Regions from separate parts of the Mus musculus genome. Here regions 2, 3, 4, 5, 6 and 7 are each linked to region 1. The links are chromatin contacts, called in public ChIA-PET, Hi-C, HiChIP or PLAC-seq and promoter capture Hi-C maps. All regions are on one chromosome and are shown on one strand. The core of a region is the stretch at or near the end of the contact, and the rest is flanking DNA. Distances in the headings are between cores, read along the strand shown.

Evidence for each region. Promoter capture Hi-C pulls out the DNA fragments that hold promoters and counts their contacts. Hi-C and Micro-C count contacts between places; a contact is called where the count stands out from the background. ChIA-PET counts read pairs in DNA pulled down with a chosen protein or histone mark. HiChIP or PLAC-seq counts read pairs in DNA pulled down with a chosen protein or histone mark.
Region 2: a promoter capture Hi-C map of liver shows a contact between it and region 1, with 5 times the contacts expected there. The contact joins the promoter of Apeh here to the promoter of Gnai2 in region 1. A contact is called at or near these places in 5 of 39 promoter capture datasets (erythroid cells, fetal liver, hematopoietic stem and progenitor cells and 1 more), 1 of 484 Hi-C or Micro-C datasets (embryonic stem cells), 1 of 115 datasets of contacts at active chromatin or transcription factors (large pre-B cells) and 2 of 9 other capture datasets (liver and pancreatic islet).
Region 3: a contact with region 1 is called in an H3K27ac HiChIP or PLAC-seq map of microglia, with 8 times the contacts expected there. The contact joins the promoter of Gmppb here to the promoter of Gnai2 in region 1. A contact is called at or near these places in 3 of 484 Hi-C or Micro-C datasets (embryonic stem cells, myocytes and pro-B cells), 5 of 115 datasets of contacts at active chromatin or transcription factors (bone marrow-derived dendritic cells, embryonic stem cells, memory CD8 T cells and 2 more) and 2 of 9 other capture datasets (adipose tissue and pancreatic islet).
Region 4: a promoter capture Hi-C map of erythroid cells shows a contact between it and region 1, with 7 times the contacts expected there. The contact joins the promoter of Ip6k1 here to the promoter of Gnai2 in region 1. A contact is called at or near these places in 3 of 39 promoter capture datasets (erythroid cells, liver and neural stem cells), 1 of 484 Hi-C or Micro-C datasets (embryonic stem cells), 3 of 115 datasets of contacts at active chromatin or transcription factors (the 230-238 cell line, memory CD8 T cells and pancreatic cancer cells) and 1 of 9 other capture datasets (liver).
Region 5: a contact with region 1 is called in a Hi-C map of pro-B cells, with 2.6 times the contacts expected there. The contact joins the promoter of Mapkapk3 here to the promoter of Gnai2 in region 1. A contact is called at or near these places in 3 of 39 promoter capture datasets (erythroid cells, pre-B cells and stem cell-derived epiblast-like cells), 4 of 484 Hi-C or Micro-C datasets (the G1E-ER4 cell line, embryonic stem cells, neutrophils and 1 more) and 3 of 115 datasets of contacts at active chromatin or transcription factors (bone marrow-derived dendritic cells, effector CD8 T cells and memory CD8 T cells).
Region 6: an RNA polymerase II ChIA-PET map of memory CD8 T cells shows a contact between it and region 1, with 53 read pairs. The contact joins the promoter of Uba7 here to the promoter of Gnai2 in region 1. A contact is called at or near these places in 1 of 39 promoter capture datasets (liver), 3 of 484 Hi-C or Micro-C datasets (the G1E-ER4 cell line, LSK cells and hematopoietic stem and progenitor cells), 3 of 115 datasets of contacts at active chromatin or transcription factors (bone marrow-derived macrophages, memory CD8 T cells and pancreatic cancer cells) and 1 of 9 other capture datasets (liver).
Region 7: a promoter capture Hi-C map of pre-B cells shows a contact between it and region 1, with 2.6 times the contacts expected there. The contact joins the promoter of Traip here to the promoter of Gnai2 in region 1. A contact is called at or near these places in 3 of 39 promoter capture datasets (the 3T3-L1 cell line, liver and pre-B cells) and 1 of 115 datasets of contacts at active chromatin or transcription factors (bone marrow-derived macrophages).

Annotation. Positions count from the first base shown.
Region 1 is chr9:107,633,631-107,637,674 of GRCm38.p6, forward strand. Gnai2 (guanine nucleotide binding protein (G protein), alpha inhibiting 2) reads right to left here and starts at 1,713. Exons shown (of 9, transcript NM_008138.5): 1 at 1,470-1,713. The coding sequence starts at 1,587.
Region 2 is chr9:108,092,733-108,096,776 of GRCm38.p6, forward strand. It overlaps Apeh (acylpeptide hydrolase), which reads right to left and starts at 1,748. Exons shown (of 22, transcript NM_146226.2): 1 at 1,703-1,748; 2 at 1,495-1,627; 3 at 890-1,016; 4 at 249-342; 5 at 75-150. The coding sequence starts at 1,714. It overlaps Bsn (bassoon), which reads right to left. Exons shown (of 12, transcript NM_007567.2): 12 at 3,290-4,044.
Region 3 is chr9:108,047,079-108,051,122 of GRCm38.p6, forward strand. Gmppb (GDP-mannose pyrophosphorylase B) reads left to right here and starts at 2,186. Exons shown (of 9, transcript NM_177910.4): 1 at 2,186-2,567; 2 at 2,683-2,763; 3 at 2,851-2,899; 4 at 3,037-3,179; 5 at 3,373-3,531; 6 at 3,616-3,694; 7 at 3,771-3,898; 8 at 3,982-4,044. The coding sequence starts at 2,439. Ip6k1 (inositol hexaphosphate kinase 1) reads left to right here. Exons shown (of 6, transcript NM_013785.2): 6 at 1-1,704.
Region 4 is chr9:108,000,799-108,004,842 of GRCm38.p6, forward strand. It overlaps Ip6k1 (inositol hexaphosphate kinase 1), which reads left to right and starts at 1,850. Exons shown (of 6, transcript NM_013785.2): 1 at 1,850-2,024. 4930535L15Rik (RIKEN cDNA 4930535L15 gene) reads right to left here and starts at 1,621. Exons shown (of 4, transcript NR_166685.1): 1 at 1,478-1,621.
Region 5 is chr9:107,288,142-107,292,185 of GRCm38.p6, forward strand. Mapkapk3 (mitogen-activated protein kinase-activated protein kinase 3) reads right to left here and starts at 1,736. Exons shown (of 11, transcript NM_178907.3): 1 at 1,384-1,736; 2 at 979-1,255. The coding sequence starts at 1,203.
Region 6 is chr9:107,973,599-107,977,642 of GRCm38.p6, forward strand. It overlaps Uba7 (ubiquitin-like modifier activating enzyme 7), which reads left to right and starts at 1,969. Exons shown (of 24, transcript NM_023738.4): 1 at 1,969-2,115; 2 at 2,199-2,367; 3 at 2,457-2,591; 4 at 2,708-2,814; 5 at 3,112-3,202; 6 at 3,306-3,441; 7 at 3,533-3,630; 8 at 3,731-3,877. The coding sequence starts at 2,087.
Region 7 is chr9:107,949,036-107,953,079 of GRCm38.p6, forward strand. Traip (TRAF-interacting protein) reads left to right here and starts at 1,928. Exons shown (of 15, transcript NM_011634.3): 1 at 1,928-2,137. The coding sequence starts at 2,040. It overlaps Camkv (CaM kinase-like vesicle-associated), which reads left to right. Exons shown (of 11, transcript NM_145621.2): 11 at 1-656.

The DNA of each region.
Region 1 (4,044 bases), core at 463-2,962:
ATAAAAAATAAAAAAAGCCAGGCTTTTCACAGCATGCAGGCCCCCAAGGCGGCCCTGGGGCTGAGGGGCCACACCCCCCCACATACTATCCAGCCGATTACGCTGCTGCGCGGCTTCTGCTGCTGCTAGGGCCTTGCTCCCCACAATCCAGAGGAACTGGTCTTCTCAAGTCAGGCTTCCACAGGGAGCCACTCTGACGACCGGTGTGGGTCTGGACACAAGCATCAGGCCCACTGCCTCTGCCAAAGCCTAGCTGGGATGCTTGAGCGCACACGGGGCTACAGGCAGCAGACTCCTTACCAGCCCCTCATTCAGCTTGCCCACCACCCCCACATCACAGTATTCCTCTGGGGAACCAACAGGTCTACTCAGTATCCTAGGCCATATCCCTGGCGTTCCAGCCCCGAGTGTGAGAAGCCCAGCAGCCGTCAGCAGATCTCTCCAGGCCGGCACACAGGGGCAGCAATATGTCGGTTGGTTCACTACTTCCACTTCCCCCCCATCCCAGCAGCCACCATCTTCCTTGGCCTTGGAAGTGACAACAACCCTAACTCCTCCATGTTCCCTCCTATTGCCCAGACTCCCCTGGCCCTGGCCCAGACAAGCCTTGGATCCCAGGGAATGGAACTTCCCGCAAATGCTAGAGGCCTGGCCCCTGTTTCCCAGTGTGACTCTCAGAGTCAGACCAACCTCTTGCAAAGGGTCTGCCCAGCTCAGCCTAGGCCCACCCCAGCCCCTGGTGCCCCTCCTCCTATCAACAAGGCCCACCTGGGGCAGGAGGGCGCAGAAGCAAGGGAACGGCAGAGTGTGAGAAAAGCCTTAAAAGAGGGGCAGATGATTTGGGGGTTGATACCTGCAGAGAGAGGGAGGGAGAGAGACAGAGAGAGAGAGAGAGACACACACACACAGAGAGAAAGAGAGATCTGGTGACCTGGAACAGAGGCCCTGCGGGGAATCCTGCTACAGAGAACTTGAGAGTAGTCAGTTTCCCTCTTAAAGAGGTTCTTGAAGGGTCAGAGTGCAAAGAGGGAGAATACAGATCCCAGAGTAAGGAAAAGAGGGAGTGGGTCGAGGCTTGACCAGGGTCCCAAGGAATGCTCGTGCCAAGAGAAATAGAACAGGTGGGGCTTGAAGGTGGGAGCCGGCAGGGTGCTGAGGGTTTAAGAAAAGCCTGAGAAAGTGCGGAAATACACGGCAGGGTCTGAGTTCTCTTGAGACTGGATAACAAGGGGGGGGGGAGATAGTCATACAAGGTTTGGTGTGTGGGATCTGGGATGAGTTGAGGGTCTGAATGAAGTCTGGACTAGGATTATAAATCTAGACCAATCCAGAGTTTCGGATCTTAAAAGGGTGGCTCCTACTGGTTTCAAGCGCAGGTGTAGGGTGCAAGGCCAGGCTGAGCAGTTTCAGGTCCTTGTCTGGGGATTAGCGTAGAGAGTCAAGGGTCCCAGAACGGGGCGCTGCCTCACCTAACAGAAGCAACTTCACCTCCCGCGCCGCCTTCTCGCCGTCCTCCCGCAGGTTCTTGTCGATCATTTTAGAGCGCTCGGCTGCCGCCTTGTCCTCGGCGCTCACGGTGCAGCCCATCCTGCCGTCCGCCGGCCCGGCCTGGCCCCCACACGGCCCACGGCCCGGCTCGGCCCCGCCCGACCCACTCCGCTCCCACCGCCGGCCCTCTGCGGGAAGCTCTCAGGTCCGCAGTTCCGAGCGACTGCGGGAGGCGCCTTCCCGGCCGCCGCGCACCGACGGCGGGGCGGGCCAGGGGTGGGGCCCGGGCGAACCAAGCCCGCGACTGGGCCGGGGCGGGTCTGGAGGAGGGGCCGAAGGAAATTTAGGGATGGTGATTGGTTGGAGGGCGGAGCCAAGGGAGAAGTTAGGCTCAGTCCAGCCTTAGGCGCAAGCTGAGAGCGGGGCCGCAACGAGGGAAGACACCAAGGGTAGAGCTAACACAGGCTTAGGCCTCTGGGCGGGCTGCAGGAGGAGCTAGTCTCCGATTGGATGCTGAGAGCCTGAGGCTCTGTTTCTGGACTGTAGGACTAGTTGATCTAGTAGCCCAAGGGTCAGGACTACCTGCCCTCGCCACAGGCCAAATAGAAACCAGGACTCTGAGCATTTGTGAATTATGAGAGTAAGATGGAGGAGGTGTGTCTTCTTCACTTGCTAAAACTGAGCCTATAAACTTATTTGGAGATCTACTAAACTCTGCGGAGGGTCACATGATCTCTTTCTGGACCTCGATTTTCTTTAAAGCAGCGCCCCCTCCTCTTCTGTGTAGGTTGCACCACATTAAAAACAAAAAGAGTTCACTGCCGCCTTTACACCTTTGAGTGGACTATCTTCTGTCATCTAAACGTCGTCCTTTTGCCTGATAGGTTGGGAACCTTTCTCCTGCAGGCAGCAATCCGGGGCTTCAACCAGAGACCAATGAGACTGGACTCTAGGAGAGATAGACAAGAGAGAGTTGTCATTGGACTTAAGGAAACAAACGTTGCCATGATCCTATAATCTGTTCCTTCCATCCTCTGTCAGCTTCTAGAGGCTTCTTCAGTTCCATGTCTCTTCTGGGTAGTGGCTGTGATCCTGTGGCTGTGCAAAGGTGGAAGTGGAGCTATTTCCAATCTTTGTGATCTGCTTTTTAAGAGGGGCCTATGACCCACCAACTTTGATTGGACGATTGAAGTGTGCAAGGTGTTCTGAGTGGCCCCAGACTAAAGCCAGAGAAGGACACTGCCATTAAGAGTTGGTCACAGGGCTGGAGAGATGACTCAGCGGTTAAGAGTGCCGACTGCTCTTCTGGAGATCCTGAGTTCAAATCCCAGTACCCACATGGTGGCTCACAACCATCCTTAATGAGATCTGACACCTTCTTCTGGTGTGTCTGAAGACAGCTACAGTGTACTTACATGTAATAATAAATAAATGGGGGGCGGGAGGGATGGCTCAGCGGTTAAGAGCATTGACTGCTCTTCCGCAGGTCCCGAGTTCAAATCCCAGCAACCACATGGTGGCTCACAACCATCTATAATGAGATCTGAGACCCTCTTCTGGGGTGTCTGAAGACAGCTACAGTGTACTTACATATAATAATAAATAAATGTTTAAAAAAAAAAGAGTTGGACACAGCCTCCTGTGAGAACAGCACTACCTGGACAAAGCGCGTGTTCCAGCTTCTACCCTCCAACTTGCTGGCTTGCTCTGGAGTGTCCGTGTGTCTCAATCATCAGAATGTCTTCCCTGTGGAGGTGTCATTAGCCTGTAATCATCCAGTGGTTCCCTCGGGGAACCTACCTGAAGCCTAAGCGGGCCCTGCCCTAGGCATGCAAGAAATAGGATAAGAACACATACTGCTACCTGTGGACAGTGCTGTTCTCTATCTATCTATCTATCTATCTATCTATCTATCTATCTATCTATCTATCTATCTATCTATCCACTTGTAGGACTTACCTCCAACGTGACAGATTCACAGAACACACCATGGACATGAGCACACACAGCCGAGCACAGTCTACTACACGCTGAAGACAGACAGATCCCTCTTCCAGCCAGCCCCTTCCCCCTCGGCCCAGCCCTGTGCTTTAGAGCTTTGCTCCTCTGGCCTCCCTAGTCTGCTCCTAGCAACAGCCAACAGCTCTCTCAGTTGCCAGGCAACGAGCGAACCTGTCAGCCCCTTGGAGGCCCCACTCTAGGGAGGTGGGCAGCATCCAGACCCCAGTCAATGGAGGAAGAGCAAGAATGCATTGCCTTCCCCAGGCCTGAGCTAGATCCTGTAGCCCTTGCTCCCTTCCTCGCAGCCAGCCCTGCCTTCCCAGTTCCATATTCTTCCTAGGGAGTCTGGCAACTCCGACTTCCAAGGCTTTGGCTGCTCTTTCTTTTTCATTTCCATGTGAGTCCCCAGGGATATGGCAAGGCCTCTGTCACTCCAGTCACCCTCAGTTCCCTCCATTCTACCCTCAGTTCCCGTCCATTCTGAACTACTCGCATGGTTATCTCCTCTGATTTCTTCCTGTCTGTTAGCCTCTCCCAGATACCTCAGACTCCCTC
Region 2 (4,044 bases), core at 498-2,997, 460 kb after region 1:
GACGGTTAGGGGGAGCCCAATGCTATAGCTGCCCCTTCTGCCCACCCCTCCTGCTTACCAGCCAGGCGCCTCACCATCTTCATACACAGGCCCATGCTTCTCCAGTGCAGACAGGTTGAAACTCTTGAGCTTGCGGTTCTTCTCCCAGACCTGAAGATACCTGGGCATCAGGCTGCTTGCCCCTCCACAGGGCTTCACTTGTGGCACTAAGTGACCGGCTGGCTGCCACCTCATCCTTGCAAACTCACCTCCAAGAACTGTTTTTCCTCTCCCGAGACTGCACCTCCAGCCTTGCGCAGCACTGCTTTCATGGTGCCTGAAGGAGACTCTCTGCTCAGCAGCCTGAGAACAGGGGTTGCAGGTCAGGAAGGTGCCAAGTCGTCCCCCCCAACAGCCTTGTGCTGGCCCCCTTACTGGTCACAACCTCTTAGCTGAGTCTCTGTCTCTGTCTGTCTGTCTGTCTCTCTCTCCTTTCTTTATAAGCCCTTTTAGGTCTGGCGTTATAAAATCAGAATTGGCCGCACAGGAGGCTATCTCCCAGCTAACTGGGACTCTGAAATCATACCAGCCCATGAAGCACTCCCAGCCTCAAGCTGGCTGGCCTTTTTTCTCTTCCTTAGGTTACTGACTCGACTGTCTCCAGAGTCCTAGGGACCTAGGCCCTAGTTTAGAAGAAGCTCCTAGTATTTATCAGGCCATGTCTCCAGAGACCAGACAAGCTCTCAGGGGTCAGGCACCTTGCTCTTTGCTCCCCTGAAGCCACCCAAAGTTGTCCCTGAAGGGGATAGGCACAGAGCACAACACCCTAAGGACACATGGCGACATTTATGAAAGGCTAGCAAGGCAGGTGGCTGCGGTCTTGTCTACAGACTGCTCCTGTCACACTTACTCCCCCCGGGTTTCCACACTGTTGCCCGCAGGCCCGGCAAACACCACCGAGTCTCCATCATGGAACACTAGGTACTGGCGGCAGAATCGGATGTTCTCCATTCGATCCAAGTCCCTCTGAGTCCACTCTGCAAGGGAGGCAGGGGGCTGCTCAACTTGTCTGGGCCAGTTTGGACCACTGCCCACCAATCAAGGCCTATCTTTCCCAGTCTGTCTCCGGACAGCCTGAGTATAGCCTGGACAACACTTCACTTAATATAACCTAAGCCTAGGCTCCCAGAGCCTGAGCTGACGGTCAGAGAGAACCCACTACCAACCACAGAATTTTAAGGGCAACATAGCTGTTGTTGGGTTGTAGAATGTAAGGGCCGGAGAGTCCTGCGAGGCCCACACCTTGCACTCAGGTCTGAATTTTACTCCCACACCTTCAACTCATTTACGGAATTATTTATCAGTAAGGCTAGTGCAGCCCCCAAAACACCTGTGCGCAGGAACTACAGTTGGGTTTCCTCCCCAAACCCGTGTCAAGCAGCGTGCCCTCCACAGTCCCCATCTCTCCACCTGGATGCACGGCCCGTCGCCACCCAGTTCCCTCGGTCTACACACCAGTGTGCACAGTCCGATAGAGGCCCCCATACTGCGTGGTGACCTCCGGGCCCAGGCAGGCGGCGCTCAGCGAAGGCTGGCGGCTAAGGCCCCGGTACAGCGCTGCCGCCTCCTGGGGCTCACTCAGCAGCACCTGCGCAGGGGACACACCAGGGTCAGGCTCAGCCCGGGCTACGGAGGCCACGGGGGCCACGGGCCGAGCCCTCACCTGACGCTCCATAGTCGGTCTTTCGGTAGCAGCTAAGTCCCGGAAGTGAAGCTCCGGGGGCGGGGCCTAAGGCGGTCCCCAGTTTCCGCTACACTCAGTGGCGACCTGGGACCCGCAGGGCCCTGTATAAGCTCCGGCCAGTCGGCAGGGGGCGGGGCCTGGATAGTAAGAAGGCGGGGCCTACGAAGGAGCCGCCCGGAGGGGAGGAGCGGGAAACAAAAATTCAGTCGAAGACTAGGCAAGTGGGAGGCAGAATCAGGGAGTCGAGTCCTGGGATTTTTAGAGAGGGGAGGCTCCGAGGAGTGAGGGCGGACGTATAGCAGCAGAATACAGAGCCGGTGTTCAGAGACAGGGCAGGTCTGGGAGGAGTGAAGGAAGTAGGATTGGACTCCAGCCGACTGTGAGCTGAAAGCTGCGGGATCAGAGAGAAAGCCCTGAGCGTTCGAAGGGTGGGGCTTCGGAGGAACACTAATGATCCTTAAGGATGAGGGGGCGGGGGCGGGGGCGGGGACGGGTGGGAACCGAATACAGAGACTAGCGGGTCTGTGAAAGCGGAATGTTGCGGGGCGCCTCAGTCGCAGGGATCTCTTTCAGCGCTCTCCCCATCTACTGCAAGCCAGGCGATTAGGAGTGGGAAACTTAGGTTCCCGGGTGGAGCCCTGGGGCGCCGGGCAAAGGGCGGTGCTGAACTCTCTGGGTGCTACCCTGGCTTATCAATCACCAGACTTGCCCCTAAAGCTATCTGTTGCCACAGCCTTAACCCGCCCTTCTCAGAAGCTCCTTGCTGCGGATCGTGAGCCGACTGGGTCTCAACCTACTCCAAGGGCCGATGTGGAGGGTCAGACTTCACCTAAGAGCAGCGAGCGTGCTGTGGAAAGAAGAGCCTAGGCAGACAGTCTCCTGCACACGACACAGGACTAGGTTGACTTAGGTGACAGCAGAGAGCAAGAGTGGTTGGGCAACAGTAGGTATCTCCCCCTCCTCCATATAGCTTGAGAGTGGCTGGTCTTTTAGACCAGCTATGGGCCCCCTTGAATGAGTGCTTTCTTTCTTACTTGAGGCAAAATTGATACTCTTTAATCTCTGTTTCTTATTTTCTAGTGCTGCTTAACTTATATTTGTTTAGTTTCTCTACGTAGTTCTGGCCTCAAACTCACAGAGACCCACCTATCTCTGTCTCCCAAGAGCTGGGATTAAATGTGTGGGCTATGATATCCAGCTTGAACTATTCTTGACTATACTAAGGATTAAAGTCTCAGCCATGGGGGACTGGGGGGGGGGGGGGAGTTTCGAACAAGGTAGGCAGATGTAAAGCTTGTTTGATAGCACCAGGGGGCAGCACTTGCCCATCTAGCTCCTGGGAACCAGGATCCTGAAAACTGTCTGGTGGCTTAGGACAAGCCTTTGCACCTTCCTGGAGGGTCATGTTTGAATGGCTTGGTGTTGACTCCGCCTCAATTGTGCCAACATTTCTGAAATTTTGCTCTTTCTCATTTTTTTCTTTAATCGTGGAGAATACTGTCACAAACGTTGGCATCTACCTGTTTGGCTAAGTGTTCCCACTTCAGAAATCACCCCGAGACTGTCTGAAGGTTGTTTATATCAAGTCCTTTTATTCTGATACCACAGAAATACCTTGTCACAGTACAGGGGAGGGACACTGAAGTACCACGAGTTCTCACAGAGCACAGGAGGACGGCACACAATTCACAAGGTCATGTGGAGGACTCGGGTCATTGCACTTACAATGTAAACTTGTTTGTTTGACTTTGTACAGCACTCTCCCCCCTCACAGAGAGAAGGAGAGAGAGGGGAGGAGGAGGGGAGGGAAAGCAAAAACAAGACATAGAAGCTAGAGGGAGAAAATGTAGATGGCCACCACTCTCTAGGGTACCACACTTGAGAGGAATTGATTTGACCCCAGAGGCTGAATGAGACTCGTGCACACACGCACAAACACACACACACACTCACACATACATACATACATACACACACACACACACACACACACACACTCATGTACATGTGCTTACACATACAGTATCTCATGACTTCTATGGCTCTCCAGTGCCACCCGGTGCACATGGTAGCAGGGTGCTGGCACCCAGGGAGACAGAGATGGCATCTCCAGAGAGTTTCATTTGATTATATATGTCCCTCCGGCCCTGATGGAGTCCATGATGACACATTATTTACAGCAAGGGAGGAGAAGGGCTATTGGGCAGGACTGTACTCTCACGGACAAGGACCTGCCTGGAAAACTCCCCAGAGGCTCCAGCATACAGACCAGAATTGCTGCCCTGGCTGTTCTTTCAGTGTGGGCCCTGAGACTGTTCACC
Region 3 (4,044 bases), core at 936-3,435, 410 kb after region 1:
GTGAGCTTTCTGGAGTATAGCCTTGTTGGTTAGTATATATTGATTTCCTTCATGCTTCCCCCAGCAGTCTTCTCCTTTCCTTTTCTGAGGTGAGTCTGCTCCTGTGCCCCTCCTCAGCAGGTTCTGCTGTTACAAACCTGGTGGCCAAATGATTCATAGTGGTGTTTACCTGCTAGCCCAGTGGCCTTCTTGTGGGCCTGGGGTATGGCCTTCAGCACCAACGGTGGGTAATGAAGGCTCAGGGTTGACCCTGACCTATTGCTTTTATTTCTGCTACCAGTCCTTTCATGGTAGAGACCTGCTGCTGCCTGTAACATAGTGTCCGACAGGTTACACTACACCAATCATTGCCAAGGTGAGCAACAGTCTCCAAGTCTATCACTTCTAACATGTCTCTGTTTTGGCATTTGAAGGTAATCCTGCCAACCTTTGAGAGAAACTGTTAACGAATGGCATAATTTCCAGGTTCTTAGAGATGCAGCCTCTGAAAAGGGTTCTGTGACGGATCCAAGTCAGTCTTCTGACCCTGGTGCCATTGGTGGGCAGGTTCCCATTCCTTAGGGCCGGGAGGCACGGCTTGGCCCATCTCTGCTTACTAACACCTGTCTTCTGTCCAGTAGTAGTGTTGCTTGTGCCATGCAGGCAGCAAGTGTTAATTAGCGTGGACACCTTTTCTTTGGCAGGATAGAGGTCAAGAGAGGAGTTTGGGGCCAGCAGAGACCTCCTAGGAATGTGCTGTACTTCCGATTTACCAGATTTTGGGAGGTGCTGCCCCCATTCTGCTGCTTCTCAAGTAGCAAGGGAGTTGGTAGGCACTGCTCCTGCCACTGCAAGCGAGGAAAGGCTGGGATTTGCCGCTGCTCAAGGGCAGGGCCTCACTTTTCAGCACTTTTGATATCTGGAGGCCCAGCTCTGTTATCTGATAGGTGGTGGCAAGTGTGTGCGAACACTTTTACCACTGCTCTTCTGCCTGTCCCAGGCTAGAGCCCTGTCTTTTTCCTGACAGGTCCTGCCTTCCCAATCATCAATTTGGGACCAAAGTGCAACTAGGGATCATGGGTTGGGAGCTCACATTACCCCTTTCCATTGTATTTCCCGGGCCAAGCCCATACCAGCCCGGGGAGATGGGTGGGAGTGAAATGGGATGGGTGCTGCTGGAAGAGGAAGGGACCAGTAGAGCAATGTCCTTGCCTGGGATTCTACCCCTCTCAGCTGTGGGCCGTGCAGTGGTGTGGGGATTCATTCTCTCCTAGGGGCAAGGGACCTGGGCTCGGACAGTATCCGTTCAGTATCCGCTGCTCATTCGCTCACATCTGGCCACGTGCACGTTCCCTAGATGCAAACTGCTTTGAACTTTACAGCTATATAAGTTGGTTGTGTGTGTGTGCTCATTTTAAAAACTACATTTTAACGAGGAAAAAGGAGAACCTGGGGAAATTTCCTTTGCTTCTGTGGAGGAAATGTAAGACTTGGAATTCTGGAAATTGTTATCTGCTCCTCTTTCCTGGAAGCTACACACCCTAAGACCTGCGCCTGGATGCATACGTGGCTCCACTGGCGCTTAGGCGCGCTTGCATTTTCCCCAGGTCTTCTGTGTGGTGGAGAGGAGTGCTTGGCCCAAGCCGGCCCTTTTCTGTACACCCAGCGCTATCCGCCCGCTTGTGTCTGGTCGTATACGTCAAAATAAAGCCTCTAGAAACTGAACTCTGTCCAAGTCTGTGTGAAAACTTCATCGCCTCCGGTTGGGCCGACATGGCTAGTCTAGGGATCGGGCTGAGCTGGGTCGGGACAGGTGCAGCGGGACAGTGCTGACACTGGGGGTGGGGGGTCGGGGGAGGCAGCACGGGAGGGGTTGGATATAGGGGTCAGAGCAAGTGTTGAGGGGCGGGGTCATCAGGGCGAACCTGGAGTGGCCTTTGGGGGGGTAGGCGGCGTCGGCGGGGCGGGGCGGGGCGGGGCGGGGCAGATGGCAGCTGCCGCGTGGCGGACTGGGTTCCGATAGGAAGCTAAGCCTCCTCTTTCGGTTCCGCCTTTAGATCCGCCAATGGGCATCTGACTCGCGAGTTCTCCGGGTCCCCATGGCAGCCCAGGGCGTTGGAAATCTAATTGGCTACGTCCGCCGCAGCGTAAAGTCTGACGCTCGGCTGCGGGCGGCCCTGCCACGTAGATTGGCTCTCCCTGTTACGTCACTGGCTGCGCCGCCTCCGGCCGGAACTCCGGACCAGCCGGTCTCCAACCAGTTCCTCGTCTTCTGTTCTGGCTGATCCTGGACCCCACATCAGGGTAGAGCAGGGGGGCGAGGTGACACCAGAGTTGGTCAGTCTAGTTGGTGAAACGTGCAGGTCAGGGCACGGCGTTGGGAGTGCGCGGCAGGGGTCGGTCAGGCGGCCTGTAAGTACTTTGGACCGATAGATCCACTTCTAACATCTGCAGACGCCATGAAGGCACTGATCTTGGTGGGAGGGTATGGGACACGGTTGCGGCCGCTGACGTTGAGCACTCCGAAGCCATTGGTGGACTTCTGCAATAAGCCCATCTTGCTGCATCAAGTGGAGGCGCTTGCTGCGGTAAGGCCGTGGGTCTGTTATGGCGGGAAGAGGGATGGATAGTGACTGGGAGGCCAGGGGTGGTCATACCTTGTGACTGAGCCAGTCAACTAGCACACCTTATTGTGTCTGACAGGCAGGTGTGGACCACGTGATCCTGGCAGTGAGCTACATGTCACAGATGTTGGAGAAGGAAATGAAGGCACAAGAGCAAAGGGTGAGGCATGGACTTAGCCCTTTCTTTAGGTCCCTGGGGCTCTTACCATTGGAGGAGGAACATAACCAGATGGCTTCTTCTTTCCAGCTTGGAATCCGAATCTCTATGTCTCATGAAGAGGAGCCTTTGGGGACAGGTCAGTATAAGGAAGGCCCTTGGGCAAACTTTAGGGCCAGCAAAGAGGTATCCAATCTGGGCGGATGGGTGGGGCCTCTGGAGTCTGGACCTAGGCCCCTAGCAAGGTGGTAACTTATGACTTGTCCCCTTCTCTAGCTGGGCCTCTGGCGTTGGCCCGAGACCTACTATCTGAGACTGCCGACCCTTTCTTCGTTCTCAACAGTGATGTGATATGTGATTTCCCCTTCCAAGCCATGGTGCAGTTTCATCGGCACCATGGCCAAGAGGGCTCCATCTTGGTAAGAGAAGATTTCCTCTGACATTCCCACCCTCACATGGAGTCTTTCCTGACCCCTGGTCTTAAACTCTGTTTTGCTACAAAGCTATGCAGAATGTCTTTGGGGGAGAGCCTTTGAGATGTGGGATAGGCATATTTATCAAGAGTAAAGAAAACTGGACTAGGCCTAAGGTACCCTCCACCTCTATATTCAGGTTACCAAGGTGGAAGAGCCTTCCAAGTATGGTGTGGTGGTATGTGAGGCTGACACAGGCCGCATCCACCGTTTTGTTGAGAAGCCACAGGTGTTTGTGTCCAATAAGATCAACGCAGGCATGTACATCCTGAGCCCTGCTGTGCTGCAGCGCATCCAGGTGTGTAGGAGAGAACTGCTGGGCGGGCTGGGGTGGAGCAGGCCTCTGCTGTGTGGCCTGCTCACAAATTGCCCACTTCCACAGCTGAAGCCTACATCCATTGAGAAGGAGATCTTCCCAGTTATGGCCAAGGAGGGGCAGCTATATGCCATGGAGCTGCAGGGTGAGGTAGAGGCCATAGGGTGTGGGGTAGTCAGTGTGTGGCTAGGCAGAGCCCTCTGACCCATCTCTCTGTACAGGCTTCTGGATGGACATTGGACAGCCCAAGGATTTCCTCACTGGCATGTGCCTCTTCCTACAATCGCTGAGACAGAAGCATCCAGAGAGACTGTACTCAGGCCCTGGCATTGTGGGGAATGTACTTGTGGTGAGGCCCTTGTCCAGCCTGTCGCTAATCTTTTCAGATTTGGGAGACAAATGACCCACTCTTGCTTTCCTCAACACTCTCAGGACCCAAGTGCCCGTATCGGTCAGAACTGCAGCATTGGCCCCAATGTAAGCCTGGGTCCTGGT
Region 4 (4,044 bases), core at 600-3,099, 370 kb after region 1:
TGGAGAACAGATTTTACTGTGTGCAGTGCTGACACCATGCTCAACCTGGCGTCATGTTTATCTCCAAGAGATCCTATTGTCTGAATAGAGGGTATGCTTAACCGTATTAGCTTCAAGTTCTCTCTCTCTCTCTCTCTCTCTCTCTCTCTCTCTCTCTCTCGTTTTGCAAGGCAGGATTTCTCTGTGTAGCCCTGACTGTCCTAGAACCTGCTCTGTAGACCAGGCTGGCCTCAAACTCAGAGATCTACCTGCCTCTGCCTCCCAAGTGCTGTGCCTAAAGGCGTGAGCCACCATGGCCCAGCTATTTTCAAGTTATCTCAGTCGTTCCTCTCCTGTCAGCTCTGTGGGCCTAAACCCTATCAGAAAATTGGATAATCTCCATTTTGGAGCAGTTATGGCACCCTAAGTCCAGGAAGAATATGAATGCCCTCTGTGAGGGGAAAAATGACCTGGGCTTTATTATTTTAGAGTCAGGGTCTCATGATGTAGCCCTGGCTGGCCTAGAACACACTATGTAGACCAGGCTATCCTCAAAGTCAAGAGATTGGCTTGCTTCTGCCCCTCAAGAGATTGAAGGTGTATACTGCCATGCTCTGCCTAAGAAAAACTCTAAAAATTAGTTTTATATGTATGTGTGTCTGTATGAATATATGCCACATGTGTGCTGGTGCCCATGAAGAGGGTGTTAGACCCCCCATAAAGCTTTGAGCTGGGTGATGTGGGTGCTAGGAACAGAACCCAGGTTCTCTGTGAGAACAGCAAGTACTCTTAACCACTGAACCATCTCTCTTAATGGGGTGTCTATCAAAAGAAGAGTGTTAGAGACTTCAGTTTCAGCAGCCTGAGCGGCTATAAGTGTTTTTTCCTGAGTACTTGGCTTACTCTAAGAGCTTATTAAGTCTGTTTCTTGTTCATCTTCATTTTATAGACAGAGCAACTAAAGAGAAGCTAAAGCTCAAAGTTCTCAGAGTTAGGGCGTTTTGGTGTGGGACCAGGTGCTGTGATGTATCCTAACCTTGAAGCCAAAAGCCCCGGGTTAGGTGTCTACTTATGGAGAACAAGGGATGGTCATTTTCGGACTCATAGTTTGCCTTGGAGATAGATCATGATAGCCAAGGGCAAAAAGACACTGTGTCACAGGAACTTAACGGTGCTCTGAGGCAAATAAGAGCGATCACTATGTGCTGAGACTTGAGCTGGTTGCAGATTGAATTCTTATGCAAAATAAGCCGGGGAAAGGGGAAGCCGAAATCGAAGAGGTAGCACAGACGGCTGTGCCTCGGGACTGGTGAGAGACAACGCTGGGAGACGCTTAGAAAACACTAACTCCGGAGCTAGAAGAGTAGAAGGACCCATCGCCACCACTTCCTAAGACTGTGTGACCTTGGCTCAGGCTCTTTTCTGCGCCTCAGTTTCCTCACCAGTTAACTAGGGACGATCCCAAGCACAGAGGCAGGGGACAAAGCAAATACCGTACCTATGACATTCCCTAAGTGTGTGCGAGAGGATGATAAACGCTGCCAGCTCAAAACCGAAACGATTGCGCAGGTGAGAAAACGAAGGGCTCTCCAGCATCACCCCCATCGCTGCTAAAAGCTCCACTGCTAGCAAACCTGAGAATGGCGCGCATGCGTCAATTCCTGCCGTCACAGTCACGTGCCCCAGGCATTCTGCACGAGAGGCACGCCCTGACTGACGGAACAGTTGACGAATCAACGCGAAGAACTCCTTCAGGCGTCCCAAGAAGAGGCTATTGATTGGAGATAACCTCAGTTAGGGGCGGGTTCTTTGCTGTCCTTGGTTACTATGACGCCCGGCCCCCGCCCCCTCGGCTGGCCGCCATCTTGTTGTTGATCCGTACCCAGTGGGCAGCGCCAGGAGCTGGACCGAGCGGCCGGTGAGGGGCCGCTGCTGCGGGGCTCAGCCACCAGCGCCGCCTGCCAGGGGGGCGGGCCGAGACCTGGAGGCCCGGGGGGCCCAGCTCCCGTGGGGAGCCTTGGGCGCCCGCTGCCCGAGTCGGGCCGGTGAGTGACAGGAGTCGGGCCAAAAGACCCGCCCGACACCCACGGCGAGGGTGGCGGCGGGCGCGGGGTTGTTGCTGGCGCGCGTAGGTAGGGTCGGGACTTGGGGCGAGCATCACTGGAACATCATTCCAGCATCCTGGTTGGCCTTCCGCCGAGCCTCCCAGATGTTGACACGGAGGCTGGGTGGGCAGCCCGGGTGGAGGTCGGAGAGCCCTGAGCCCTGGGACCGGCCGGCGGGGTACCGGGAAACCTGCCTTTCAGACCGAATCCCTGGGTGCCTGAGAGCCGGCGTGCTGAGACGTGGTTGCTGCCAGCTCGTTCTCCCGGCCGTAACGTTCCTCCAAATCAGCGATAAACGTTACGTCGCTCTTAAGATTTCATACTCCTGCGAGTAAATTTTCAGGCCGCTTGAGACTAAGATGAGACGAAACAGGCCTAAAATGCCTTCTGAGCCAAGGAGGGTGGTATCGGGGCCCTGTGCTTTTGGTAGGGCTATGATCCTCTGCCTGGCATCACCGAGATCCCTCGGCGTCTTCCGTGCTCTTCAGGGCTCACTGTTTACTGCTTCTTGAAGAACCTAGCTAAATGTCCACAGTGGCAGAGTTTTATTTGGGGTATAAGTTGTTTGGTGCTCGACTTGGAGTATGTGGTTTAGGAGGATAAGGATGATGATGATTTGATTAATTTTGTCTCTTAAAGAGACAGTCCGTTAGGAGACGTAGGAGTGTTGGGACTATTAAAAACAAAAACTGAACTAGGGTATGGGAGCTCATGCACTAGGCTGAAGGAGGAGGATTGCCATGGGTTGCGGGCGGGCCAGGCAGAGCTACCTAGCAAGACCCTGTCTGCAGACAAAAGCAGAGCTGAAAGCTGTTGATGCTTGATGAAAACAGCGAGTCAAGCTTAGAGTCAAGATGGAGGCGGGGCTGGCAATCCCCAAAAGAGTATGCAGCTCTAGAAAGGGTCCTGGCTGCTGTAAATCACATTTTTACCCAGGGTCCCTTAGGTTCGCCACACAGGTGTCTTGTATGTTGTCGTCATATGAAACCCACAAAAGACGATTAAGGAGGCCAAGCAGGAGGTGTGCTCGTAATGTCTGTTAGGATCATGCCTCCTCTGAACGTTTAATTTTGGGAGAAACCAGCACCCTGGGCTGGAGATGATACCTTTGGGAGACTGGGCTGAATGCAGCCGGCCGAGGCAGCAAGTTGTGAGGAGAGGGGACTTGAGTAGTATTTATGCATTTCATTGCCCTTTCATCTTTTGAATGACTAATAAAATTTTAGCCTTGGTGAAATAAGTTTCTTGGATAGTTATTAAGGGAGAGAGATGCTAAAGTCTGAATTGCCCCACGACCAGCTCCTAATGCTTCTTTGGGGGGGCTGGGGGGATTAAATGATCCACAGGGTTACTTACATTTTTGCTCTTTTCTGCTAAAATAGCAAACTCTAATCCTCTTACTTCATTTTGGGTATTGGATTTCTTAGTGATATAGAAGGAGACTATTAATCAAGTTGGCAGCATTGACTAATGTGTACAGTCTTAGGGAGTTCAAGTGCCCATTAAAGTTTCTCCTTGGTCTAAGCCTATCTTAGGACTGCTGTCCCAAGAAAATAAAAATACAGGAGAACTTTTCACTCTTATAATGCTTTTATTAGCTCATGAATATGAATACAGCATCATGCTAGATTCAACGGTTATCCAAAGACAATAGCATCATTTCTGTGATGGGTATTTTAAGTACTGCATCTTGAAGACCATTACTATAGTAGTGGGTCCTGTCTCTGTCTTTGCATAATTCATTTGTAAACTTGAGCACTTATTCAGCACTCTAGGTTATTTTGGATGGTTCTCCTTGTGTATCATAGGCTGTTCTGGAAACTCAAGAGTCACTGTCATCCTTACTTTAGGTGTACACTTAGCAGGCTGCCTGGCCCAGCTCCCCCTCCCTCCCTCCCTCCCTCCTCCCTTTCCCTTTCCTCTGTCAGCCTCCCCACTCCTGGCCCCTTCTTTCTCTGTT
Region 5 (4,044 bases), core at 486-2,985, 350 kb before region 1:
TCTCACTTTGAGTTCACATCAACTCCCGTTCTCTCCCTGAACAAAATTGGGGATCGCCCAAGATCACAAGGCTGGCCCGCCCACAAGGTAGAGATTACGGCCACAGCTATAGGACTCTGTAGCCTGGCTCCTGTAAAAAAGGACTTCACTAACTTCCAGGAGTCACTCAATTCTCCACCACGCAGGCGCCAGTGGCACTACCTCCAAAGAGTCTGGTTCCAGTGACAAAAATGCAAGGAATTCTGGAGTTCTGCGATGGGGGTGGGGTGAGGACACAGGTAGGAGTAGGGGTTCTTGGGCTGGCGCCACGTGCCCGAACCAGATTCTAGTAGTGAGATCAACTACTCCAAGCCACTCCCCCACCCCACCCACATCACTGTGCCATACCTCTAGGGAACCTTGAATATGATGTGATAAGTGGTTCTCCATCGTCTGTCCAGGGTGGGTCAGCTTATGAGCAAAGCTTGCCCCTTTCCACAAGAGGCCACCAACTCAACTCAAGGGGCCCAGTAGTCAAAAAACACCCTAAGAGGCTCATGGTCCCACCTCAGCGGGCAGGGGCCATGAGGAGGACAACCCTGCACTGAGCCTAAGGAAAACTTAGCCGCATCCCCATAGAAGGAGCTACCTGCAGGGGATAACTAAGAATTTAAGAGCATCCTTTGGGCCTAAACACAAAGCCCAAGCCAGAACCAGAGCGCACAGCCACACCCTCCTGCCTTCCGGGTACAACAGCTCTACTCACATTGACTCCTCCCCTCGCTCTTTGGGACACACCCTCAGTTTAGGTAGGTCAGCCTGTTTCCGTGTATGTGAGGCTAAGAGGACCACGAGTCTGACGCTAGAGGAAGAGTTTGAAAATAAAACAAGATGCCATGTGTAGATGTTTAATAGAGACCCCGGACACAGATACATCCACAGGTTTCTGCTGTTGGACCCTCCATGTCACCCTAGCCCTCAGAGAGATGGGTCACTAACCTTCAGGGCACACTTCTGGCCAGAGCGCCGATGGTAGCACTCCAGTACCTTGCCGTTCACACCCAGACCCAGCACTTGCTTGGACAACTGGTAGTCATCAGTCACCGCGTACTTCTTGGGTTCCCGTCGCACACCTGGGGCCGGAGCACCACCCAAGGCGGACCCGCCGAGCGCACCTGGCGGGGGCACAAGACTCCCCTTCTCCCCTGCTGTCTCGCCATCCATGGCCCCCACGGGGCGCTCGGAGGTAGCCCCAGCCTGGCGCGTCCAGAGGCACCTGAAGGAAAGGGAAAGAGTCACTCCCCACCGGGACTTTTTGGACACACCCCAGCTTTGGTTTCTCCAGAACTAGATTGACTGGGCTCCTGGCCCAAGACAAGCTGGAAACTGCCTGAGAGTACTTACGTACAGCAGGGGGAGGTGATCCCTCAGCCCAGGCACGTGTCAAATTAGGAAGGAGTCCGGCGCTGTATAGCAACAAGGTCTTGAGAACCAGCCATACAGAGACCCAAGAAAGGCGGACCAGGCGAAGGCGCACTTGGTGGCAAAGCACTACACGAAAATCATGGTGCAGGCGAGAGTGGGCAAGAGATAGTGATCCCTGGAGTCCGCTGAGGACCGGAGCCCTGGACCCAGAGTCTCGCCGCCCGCGTCCCACGTGACCCCCCACCCCCGCTTCTCGTCGCGTCATTCAGACTTGGGGCCCCGCTAGGTCAACCTTAAAGGGCCAGGCTAGTCCGGGTTGGGCAGGCCAGGGCAGAGCCCCTGGCAGACTCCGCCTCTGAGTCGAGACAAAATGGGGCGTGGCCTCGTCAAGTTCACTGTAACTTTCGCAGCGCCCTGGGACACCGCTAGGAGCTCCTTCAACTGTTGTACCAGCCTCCTCGGATTTTATCTGTGATCTAGAAAAGTTACAGCGCAAGACATTTTGTTTCTCTTGCGGGCTCTTGAGTGAAGTGTTCTTTTTGCTAGCTGCCAGGGGGCGTTTTAGACTCCCAAAATTTCCAGGTAGCTAAGTGTTTCAGAATTCAACTTTTTGAATGTTTAGTCAGCGTGCCCTGGGAATTGGCATGTTGTTGTCTAACCCGCCACTCATTTCCTGGTTTAGGGCATCTGTCTAACAACTGGCTAGCTTTCCTTTCTATGCACTTCCTGACTAACCTTTTGACTTTGCAATTCACTTGTCATTCCAAATAAATGTATTGGGCCACATTCATACTTCCCTGGACCACTTACAGCCCGTAGCCGTAAGTTGAACACACTTGGGACGCTCTTGAATCAGAAATCTCGATTTCCCATTTGGTCAGCTGCATCAACTTTTCACCTCGTGATTTGAGCTTTAGGTTCTAAGAATCTCAACTAATAAAAGTTCAAGTTCTGGCCATGGTGATGAACACCTGTAATTGCAGCGCGAGGAAGGCTTAGGCGGGAGGATTGTGAGGCTAACCTAGGTTACATCGTGAGGCTATGTTTTTAAAAAATAAAATTAGCTGGGCATAGTGGCCTATGCCTTTAATCCCAGCGCTCTGAAAGCAGAAAAAGACGGACCTCAGTGAGTTCGAACCAGCCTGGTCTGCAAAGAGAGTTCCAGGACAGCCAGAGAAACTCTGTCTCGAAAAACCAATCAATCTTTTGTTTTGTTTTTGTTGTTTTTTGGTTTTTTGAGACAGGGTTTCTCTGTGTAGCCCTGGCTGTCCTGGAACTCACTCTGTAGGCCAGGCTGGCCTTGAATTTAGAAATCCGCCTGCCTCTGCCTCCCAAGTGCTGGGATTAAAGGCGTGCGCCACCACGCCCGGCTCAATCAATCAGCCTTAACATTAAAATCCATTTCTTCCATCCAATTCCTCTATTCGCTTTAAATTTTTCCCTTCTGCACTTAGACCTTCACCTTTTAGCCTATCATAGATATTTTGAGCCAACTTTCCCACAAGTCTACAGAGCAGGCGGCGCCACAGGCAAGCCCTCTGAGCAGGTCTCTGCTGCCATCTACAGACTATATTCAGAACTGCAGCCACCCGGACCTCTGTCCCACCCAAAGGAGGCTGTGTCCGGCCTTCCACCACAACACACACAAAGATGCCTGGGCTGCACTCTGCAACTGTCAGTGGCCAACAGAAAATTGGTGCCCTTCTATTTGTACAACTGCATCCAGGTTCCTGATAACCACTCGGGAAGAGCACTGCAATTATTCATGGGTAGCTTGTCTCCTTAGAAATTGGTAACTGTCTTCTCCAGGCAACCTTCAAGCTAGCAACAATCAGTGAAGCAGAGATCACTAGATAAGAGCCTCAGATGGTCACTAGGAAGCACTTCCTGCAGACCAAGAAATGCTCTACCTGAACACCTCACTGAGACAGAGGAAGGAAGATATCACCATCCCTTTAGACACACACTGAAAACACAGAAGAAAAACAAGCCCAGAGAGGTGAGTCATGTGACCTGCTTGACATCAGCAACTAATAAAAGAGAACTGCCCCTCATCTCAATCCCAGAGTGCAACCTCATGGTTGGGCTTAAGGTTGGAGGTCAAGGAATGACCTCCTCCCATGGAGTTTCTTTCTTGGCTCTACTAATCCACATGTGCAAGCATACGCTCATACATGCACTCACACAGTGCACACAAGAGACACACGGATAGTCACATACACAGACAGATACATACAGGCACATGTATTCACACACACTTATGCCTAGCTGTATCTAGGGTCAGGTGGGATCATAGTCCCACCTATTAATCAGACCCAGGATCTAAGAGATTGAAGGAAGGCATACAATCTGGAAGTGTTGTTTCCAGGAGGCCGGGGCAGGCGCTGCAACCAGCTTAAAGCTAGTGAACCCAAGGCTCAGTAAGGTCTCATTCTCTCTGAGCATGACTCCACAAGGAACGGAAAGTTAGGTAACTGAGAGTAGAGGCTGGGGCTGGATTGTATGTGCCCCGATATATACATACATACATACATACATACATACATACATACATACATACATACATGGCTCAGCTGTTAAGAGCACATATTGTTTTTACCAGAGGATCCAAGTTCCATTCCCACTACCCACATCAGGTGG
Region 6 (4,044 bases), core at 719-3,218, 340 kb after region 1:
CCCTGTCCCCAAAAAACAAAAATAGGGACTGGAGAGATGGCTCAGTGGTTAAGGGCACTTGTCGCTCTCCCAGAGGTCCTAGGCTCTGTTTCCAGAACTCACAGCAGCTCACAACCGTCTGTAACTCCAGTTCCAGAGGATTCTACACCCTTTTCTGGCTTCCACAGGCACCAGGTATATGTGGCACATATACACACAGGCAAAACAACCATACGTGCAACATTAAAAACAGATCAAAGCCAGGTGTGGTGGCGCACGTCTTTAATCCCAGCACTTGGGAGGCAGAGGCAGGCGGATTTCTGAGTTCGGGGCCAGCCTGGTCTACAAAGTGAGTTCTAGGACAGCCAGGCCTATACAGAGAAACCCTGTCTCTGTAAAAAACAAAAAAAACAAAAAACAAAAAAAAAAAAAAACAAAAACAAAAAAAAGATCAAAACAACTATGGGGCCAGTGAGACAGTGCAGCAGTTACTCATTGCCAAGTCTGGTGGCCTGTGTTCAGTCCCAAGTACCATCACAAGGTAGTTCCCATGCTTGCTGTAATCATAAAAAATAAAATAAAAGCATCAAGGCTGGGAGTAGCGGCTCGCACCTTTAACTCTGGCACTCAAACACAGACAAGCCCTGTTTATGATTTCAACCTGGTCTGCATAGCAAGTTCCAGACCAGAGCCAGAGCTACATGATGAGACTTTTATAAAGACAAAGCAAGCAAACAAACAACTCAACTGGCTGGTGATGGTGCGTGTCTTTAATGCCAGCACTCAGAGGCAAAGGCAGGGGAATGTCTGAGTTCGAGGACAGCTTGGTTTACACAGAGAAACCTTGTCTTTAAAAAAACAAAAACAACAAAAACAAACAAACAGTAGCAAGATGGATCTAGTGCCTTCGAGCCTGCTGTGGTGACAGCAACTACTTTCTTATTGGAACTGAGCCCACTCCACAGGAGGGAGAGAATTCATGTCTGGTATTATAAACCTGATCCAAAAAAAAAAAAAAAAAAAAAAAAAAAAAACAGTGATTGGGTAGGTCATAGGCCCTCATGGTAGAATGACAGTCATGTTAGTGACCTTAGCGCGGGGCCACTGTGGGCTTTTATCAGAGAGGCTTCCTTTTGTGGAGGGCAGTGGTGCCTGCAGGGACTCATAACCGGTCAGTGTGTAGAGAAGTGACCTGAATGTTCAGCCCTAAAGGAACATCTCGATCTGCTCTAGCCAAGGCTCAGGGAACGCCATGAAAAACAGGACGCGATAGCTTTAGAAGTGGAGGATGGAGTCTTTGCAGAACATGATCTTCTGGCCACAAATGGCTGTTGTGCTCTTGAACTCACAGTAGTTGTGACCTGCACAAGATCTGTACAAAATTTGGGCTTGTGAAGCATCCTATCATGGGAGGAACAGGGACTCATGAGGCCTCGCCCCTCCAGGAGGGTGAGACATTTTCTTTAGTTCTGTAACCACTGATAAGGTGCCCCTGGCTTCCATAAATAACCTCTCGCCCATCCTCTTGTATGAAACGTCTGCAAAACTCACCAAGTCACCAAGAGGAACAGCAAGAGTGGGAGGAGGATAGAGAAGCTAACAGATGAATATGATCAAAATGTACACGTATAAAAGTGCCATAACGAAGCACATTATTATGTGTAATTAATATATGGTGATGGAAAACACACCCACAAATACGCATGAACACAGCAACACCCTGTGTTATTTTCACAACTTATTGTGAGTCTACAGTTATTTCAAAACAAAAGTTTAAAATATATATGTGACACATGTCTTCATTTTGTGGCTGCCTGAGCTTCTCATTTCTCAGGTCTGACTCAGAGAGTCACTGGCCTCTTGTAACACTGGGACTTATCCAAGCGATAAACCCCAGTTGGCCTGCAGAGCACTGATATCTGTCCTCATTCACTGGGAGGACCAGGAACCAACTCAGTCTAGTTTCACTTTTGGTTTCCTGAAATCATAGAGGAAGCAGAAAGAGAGCTGTAACCAGCAGCAACCAGCGCTTTGGGGCCTGTTTGCCTTGTTTTCCTTGCCCCCTCCTGTGAGCCCTACAGCCTCCTCTCCAGCCCCACGACTGAGGATGGATGAAGAGTTATACTCCAGGCAGCTGTAAGTCTCAAGGTGGGATAACCAAGTCGGGTGGCTTCCAGACCTTTGGTCCCCAGCTGCCACCTCCTTCTTCTTAACCACAGGTATGTACTGGGCCTGCCTGCTATGCAGAGGATCCAGGAAGCCAAAGTCTTGCTATGTGGCCTGCAGGGTCTGGGAGCTGAGGTGGCCAAGAACCTAGTCCTTACAGGTGTGGGCAGCCTCACCCTGCATGATCCCCATCCCACCTGCTGGGCTGACTTGGCTGCTCAGGTAAGAGTTCTTGGGGGTCTCTATGCTGCCTCCCAGAGCAGAGGCCAAAGGGGAGTCTCCTTGATCAAGCTGCACTGAGCTGTCCTTAGTGTTTCCTTTCAGAAGAGAGCTTGGGAAGGAACAGGGCTGAGGCCTCTCAGGCGCAATTGGCTCAGCTCAATGAAGCTGTCCAGATCTCCGTCCACAGTGGCGACATCACTGAGGACCTACTGCAGGGTTTTCAGGTGCTTTCCCCAGAGCCACTTTGCATGCTAGCCTAGTACCTCCCTCCTGCCCTTAACGGCAGAGAGAAGGTGGCGAGTGATTCCGGGCCTGCTGATCAATCACGGTGTCCATCTAGGTAGTGGTGCTGACTGACTCCAAGCTGGAAGACCAGCTGAAGGTGGGACCTTTGTGTCACAAGCATGGAGTCCGCTTCCTGATGGCTGAAACCCGGGGCCTTGTGGGGTGAGGAGACTACCTGTGTACCCCACCACATCACTGCCAGCAATTGGTCCTAATGCCTTGCCCAGCCCTTAGCTTGCCCCATCCTCCCCGACTCAGCCTAGAGCTTACAAGGATGCTCTGGACTACAGTCTTGCCCTTGTTTCTCCACCTCAGCATGCAGACCTGCTTTAGTGCACCCTGCATGCCCAAACCAAAGTCTCCACAGCTTTCCTATAATTCCTTCCCCTTTGGGCCTGTCCTAGTGCCCCCTACTCACAACTAATGAGCTTCCTCAGTAACTTCCGCCACCCACACTAGGCGGTTATTCTGTGACTTTGGTGAGGACTTCACAGTTTTGGACCCTACTGAGGTAGAACCCATGACAGCTGCCATCCAGGACATCTCTCAGGTGGGTGCTCAGATGTAGAGGTTTCCCTGATGTCCAGAGAAAGGTGCCAGGGCCCGTGGAAGGTAGGTACAGGCACTCTGAAGACAAGCCATCTCTCACTCAGGGTTTCCCCGGCATTGTCACCCTGAGAGGAGACACCAAAAGACATTCCTTCCACGATGGGGACTTGGTGATTTTCTCAGACATTGAAGGCATGGTTGAACTCAACAGTTGTTCTCCACAGTCTGTCCGTGTGCAGAGTAAGCCAATACCGCTCCAACCATTGCCTCAGCTGTGTGGAAACAAGTTATATTTAGGGGGTCATAACTTATTAGGATGGCTCTCTCACAGAAGACGGGTCCTTGGAGATTGGAGATACGACAACTTTCTCCCGTTACTTGAGAGGTGGGGTTGTCACCGAAGTCAAGAGACCCAAGACCGTGAGGCATGTGCGTACAAGAACACCTGGGGTGGGAGCACCTGGCTACGTGAAGGGGTGCGGAGTGTTATAGACCTGACCCTGAGCCAAGCAACCCCGACCCCCTACAGAAGCCCCTGGACATAGCTCTGCTTCAGCCCCATGTGGTGGCTCAGAATACTCAGGAAGTACAGCGTGCTCACTGCCTACATCAGGCCTTCCATGTACTGCACAAGTTCCAGCAACTTCATGGCCGGCTACCCAAGCCATGGGATCCTGTGAGTGGCCCCACATCGCGCAATACACAGTCTCTGCCTTTCTGGGTCTCACCTTTCAGATCTCACTCCATTGGAGGCTGTGCCCATAGATGTACCAGGCCTACCGCCTGGAGATGCCTGCTTGCTCCACCCTTAAGCCATCACAAGCAGGTCGGAAGCTGTGCTCA
Region 7 (4,044 bases), core at 678-3,177, 320 kb after region 1:
AGTCCTGTAGCGGGTTGCTCTGTATCCCGATTCTTAGGAGACTCTAAAGGAAGAGAGAAACATGTCGGACACAGCAGCGACGCCTAGGAGAACAGAGTACAGTGCCCCAGCCTATCTGGCTCCTTCCTGTGAGCTGGATAGGGAGGGCTGGTGTCCCCCCATCCCCCCATCGTCTTCCTAGATGCCATTACCAAGAAAGAGACCTTTGCCATAGCCACCTCATGCAGGCTCAGGCAGTAAATCCTATTCCTCCCAGGGAGGCGTGGCAGCACCTCATAGGCTGCGTTGGGAGCATGCTTTTCACAGCAGCAGATTTTCTGCTCTTAGTGCAGCGATATGGGGAGGCTTTTCCTCTTTGTCTACCATCAGAGGCTGAGGTATTGCTCAGCCATGTGAAGTAGCTCTGGCTGGGATGAGGAAGTAGACTACAGTTCCCCAGCTCCCTGAGGGATGCTCTCAGCAGGTGCCCTTGGTCAGACCCTACCACAGCCTGAACAGGCAGCCACGCTGGTCCTTGCCCTTGCTCGGCACTCCATGGTGGTCCTGCCCTTCTCCCTGCATGCCTGTGGGTCTGCTCTGGTATGTGAAGGTTGGTGGGCTAACTGTGTGCCTACTGAACCTGGCAAATAAACGTCACCCTGCAAAGCCTCTGGCCACCCTCTTGCCTTTGCTTCCTCTGTCCTCTTGGGGAGGAGCCTATGGAAGGCAGTGCGGGAGGGACGAGGCTGTGGGACGATCAGTTTTTGGGTAGCGGTTGATGCTTAGTGTGTTGCTTGGAGTGAGAGTGGAGGTCACCTTCTCCAGTGTCTACCTGGATGATGTTGATGGGACTCCTCTGGACGCTAAAAATCCCACGAGAGTGGTGTGTTTCAGCTAAAAACTATCCCGAGCTGAGCGCCGAAGGGCTGACGCTTTTCCGATTCTTGTTGACAAAGAGCCTTTGTCTTAACTTGGACTTAGAGGTGGAATCTACTCAGGGCCAACCACTATAGGAAGTGACCTTGCGCGTGGGCACAGTGGGGAGAGGGTGGGATTGCACAACAGTTCTGTGCTTCTTGATGCCTACTTCCTGTGAATACCTGTGCTTTCCACTTAGACCAAAAAGATTTCATTCTGTCTTCCCCGGCTGGAGCAGACCTACTTTATAAAGTTATGTATGCTTCTTCTGAGGGAGTAATACTGCTAACGATACCGTAAAAATCGCTAAGGAGCCTCGCTTCAACTCAAGATGGCCTTTCTCAGGGAGGACCTTAAATTATCTGATGTGGGAATAATAAAGAGGGTTTGTTATTTCCTGGTCTTTGAAGCATCTGTACCTCCAAAATCACCATCCTACAGTCTCAGGTATGAGGCATTCTGGGAGGAAAGGGCTAAATTACTAGCTCCAGTGTCTACCTAATCTCAAAGGTTATTAGGTCATATTTGAATAAAGCCAGGACTAGTGTAGTGGTTCGAAGGGCTAGGACTTAATGTGTCCACCTTTCCAAGATGATCCATAGTAGAAGGTTTAGAAAGTGGGGAGCCCTCTTTCTGTTTGGGAACTGTGGGCTGCCAGCGTATGGCCTATTACTTTCCATAGCCATGGTACCATCATCCCCTTTTCTTGGCATTCCAGTCTATTTGACTGCCCTGAAGTGCAGCAAGAAGGGGTCTGGTTCACTTCGCACCGGCTCTAGCTTGAGACAATACCCGGCTTAGCAGGGATAGGGGTCAGACTGTAGTTTCACTGTTTTACGCCACAGGGGATCGCAGGGTTTTGCGGTAGAAACAGGGACCCACTCCCAGGAGACCCGAAGGAGCTAAATCCCAGGATTCCGCACGGCTGGCGGGCTGCTTATCACAGCCCTCCAGCGCCCCGCCCCGAAGTTTGTCCAATCAGAGGGAAGCACTCAGGCGTGGGTTTGTTATTCCTTCCGGTTCACTACCGGAAGTCGTGCGGTGGAGCGAAATTTGAAGGAACCGGAGCGGTGGCCGGTTCGGCCACCAAACTGTGTCTGTCGCTGGCAGCTGGTTCCCTGGGCTGCTTGAGTCGAGCCATCATGCCTATCCGCGCTCTGTGCACTATCTGCTCCGACTTCTTCGATCACTCCCGTGACGTGGCTGCCATCCACTGTGGCCACACTTTTCATCTGCAATGGTGAGTGACGGCGGTGTAGGGCCCCGTGCGTGTCCTAGAACCACTTAGACGCTATGGGGGTGTCGGGCCTAGAGACAATCCCTCCTCCGAACTAAGACAAGTGACGACGACATTAGAGGAGCCTCACGGAAGCTTTCCAACCTGGGCCGAAGTGGGCCAGGTGGAAGTGATACCGGTAGCCCACGGTGAAAGAGTGCTTCTTTATTGCGCTAAGAAATGACTTCAAAACTATTAGTTTGAGCGAAGATGAGCTTTTACTGCACTAACGAGCTATTGTATTTTATTTGAGAGTCAAGAGACAGACCAACAGCCGGGCGGTGGTGGCGCAAGCCTTTAATCCCAGCACTTGGGAGGCAGAGGCAGGCGGATTTCTGAGTTCGAGGCCAGCCTGGTCTACAGAGTGAATTCCAGGACAGCCAGGGCTATACAGAGAAACCCTGTCTCGCAAAACAAAACAAAAAAAGAAACAGACCAATTTATGCTGATAGGTTTCTGGCAATCTTTAAGGGTCTGTCGTTTGCTGGAATGCTTTGGATTGTTTCTATCCAGAAACACCTCGTTGATCAGACACTCCAGTACACCTGGCTTAACTTGGAATGGCAAGGAAGTGTGTTCCTGTCGTCGAGGGGTCCTGATGTTCAGTTGTCTTGTGGGTGACGAAAGAGTCCCTTTGCAACTGAGCAGGCTGATCCAAAGCTCCCAACCAAAGAGAAAATAAGGTAGAAGAGAGGTCTCCTTTGGGAGACTGGGAGGTTTTTGAGGGGCAATAGGGCCCACAAAGCAGGAAGTGGTGTGAACACTTCTGGGTGTCTCCCATTTGCAAAGCTTTGTTTAAAACCGACCTTAGAGTCTGTTGTGTTGCATATCCCAGTACAGGCTGGGGAGGAGGGACAGTGTGGAGACTGAATGATTGGGAGTTTTAAGGTTAGTCTCAGCTACATAAGTAAGGCAAAAGTCAGCCTGAATTTTCCCAGACCTTGTGTCAAAAAGACAAACAAACAAAACCACATAATACAGTGTTGTGTGGCCTGAGCTCCATTCCTAAGGAGCCATTGTGTAGTTAGGTTAGAAGTAACCCCGCCACTAAAGCTACTTTGTATCACCTGCTCTCTCCCTAAGCTTTCACCTTGGACTTTCCTGTGTAATTATGTTTTAGGTCTGTTTCTTGAAATCATATTTGGCTTTAAAAATTTGGTACTAAACTGAACCTTTTTAAGCCTTAAGTGTGAGCTTACTGATGAAATTTGTCATATTCAGTATTTTCTATCTTGTTCCACCTGTTGGATTTTGTGGGGGTTTTCTTGTCTTTTTGTTTGCTGTTTTCAAGAAAGTGTTTCTCTGTGTAGCCCTGGCTGTGCTGGAACTCACTCTGTAGACCAGGCTGGCCTCGAACTCAAGCTAGATCTGCTCACCACTGTCTCCCAAATTTTGGGATTAAAGGTGTGCGCCACCACACCCACACCTAGCTGATTTTTTTAATCTTATTTTTATTTTAAATTATGTGTTCTATGTGTATGTCTTTGTGTGGCTATGTGCATATGAGTATGGGTAACCTCAGAGGCCAGGGTCATCTGATCCCCGTGGGGCTGGAGCTAGACAGTCGTGAGTCACCTGATAAGAGTGCTGGGAACTGAACTCAGGACAGCCGCAGGAGCAGTACCAACACCTACTCTCAACCAGTAAGCTGTCATCTCTCCAGCCTTTTAAAACAGACAAACAAACAGGCCTTGCTGTGTAGAGCTCAGGCTGACTGAATTTCTGGTTCTGTTTCTTCTGCCTCCTAGAGCTCAGATTGCAGGTATATGCCCCACCTCCCCTGTCTCTCAGATCCATGTCCTGTGCCTGGAAGGCAAGTGTTCTACTACTGGTTATACCCCAGGCCTTATAGCTATTTTTTGTTTGTTTTG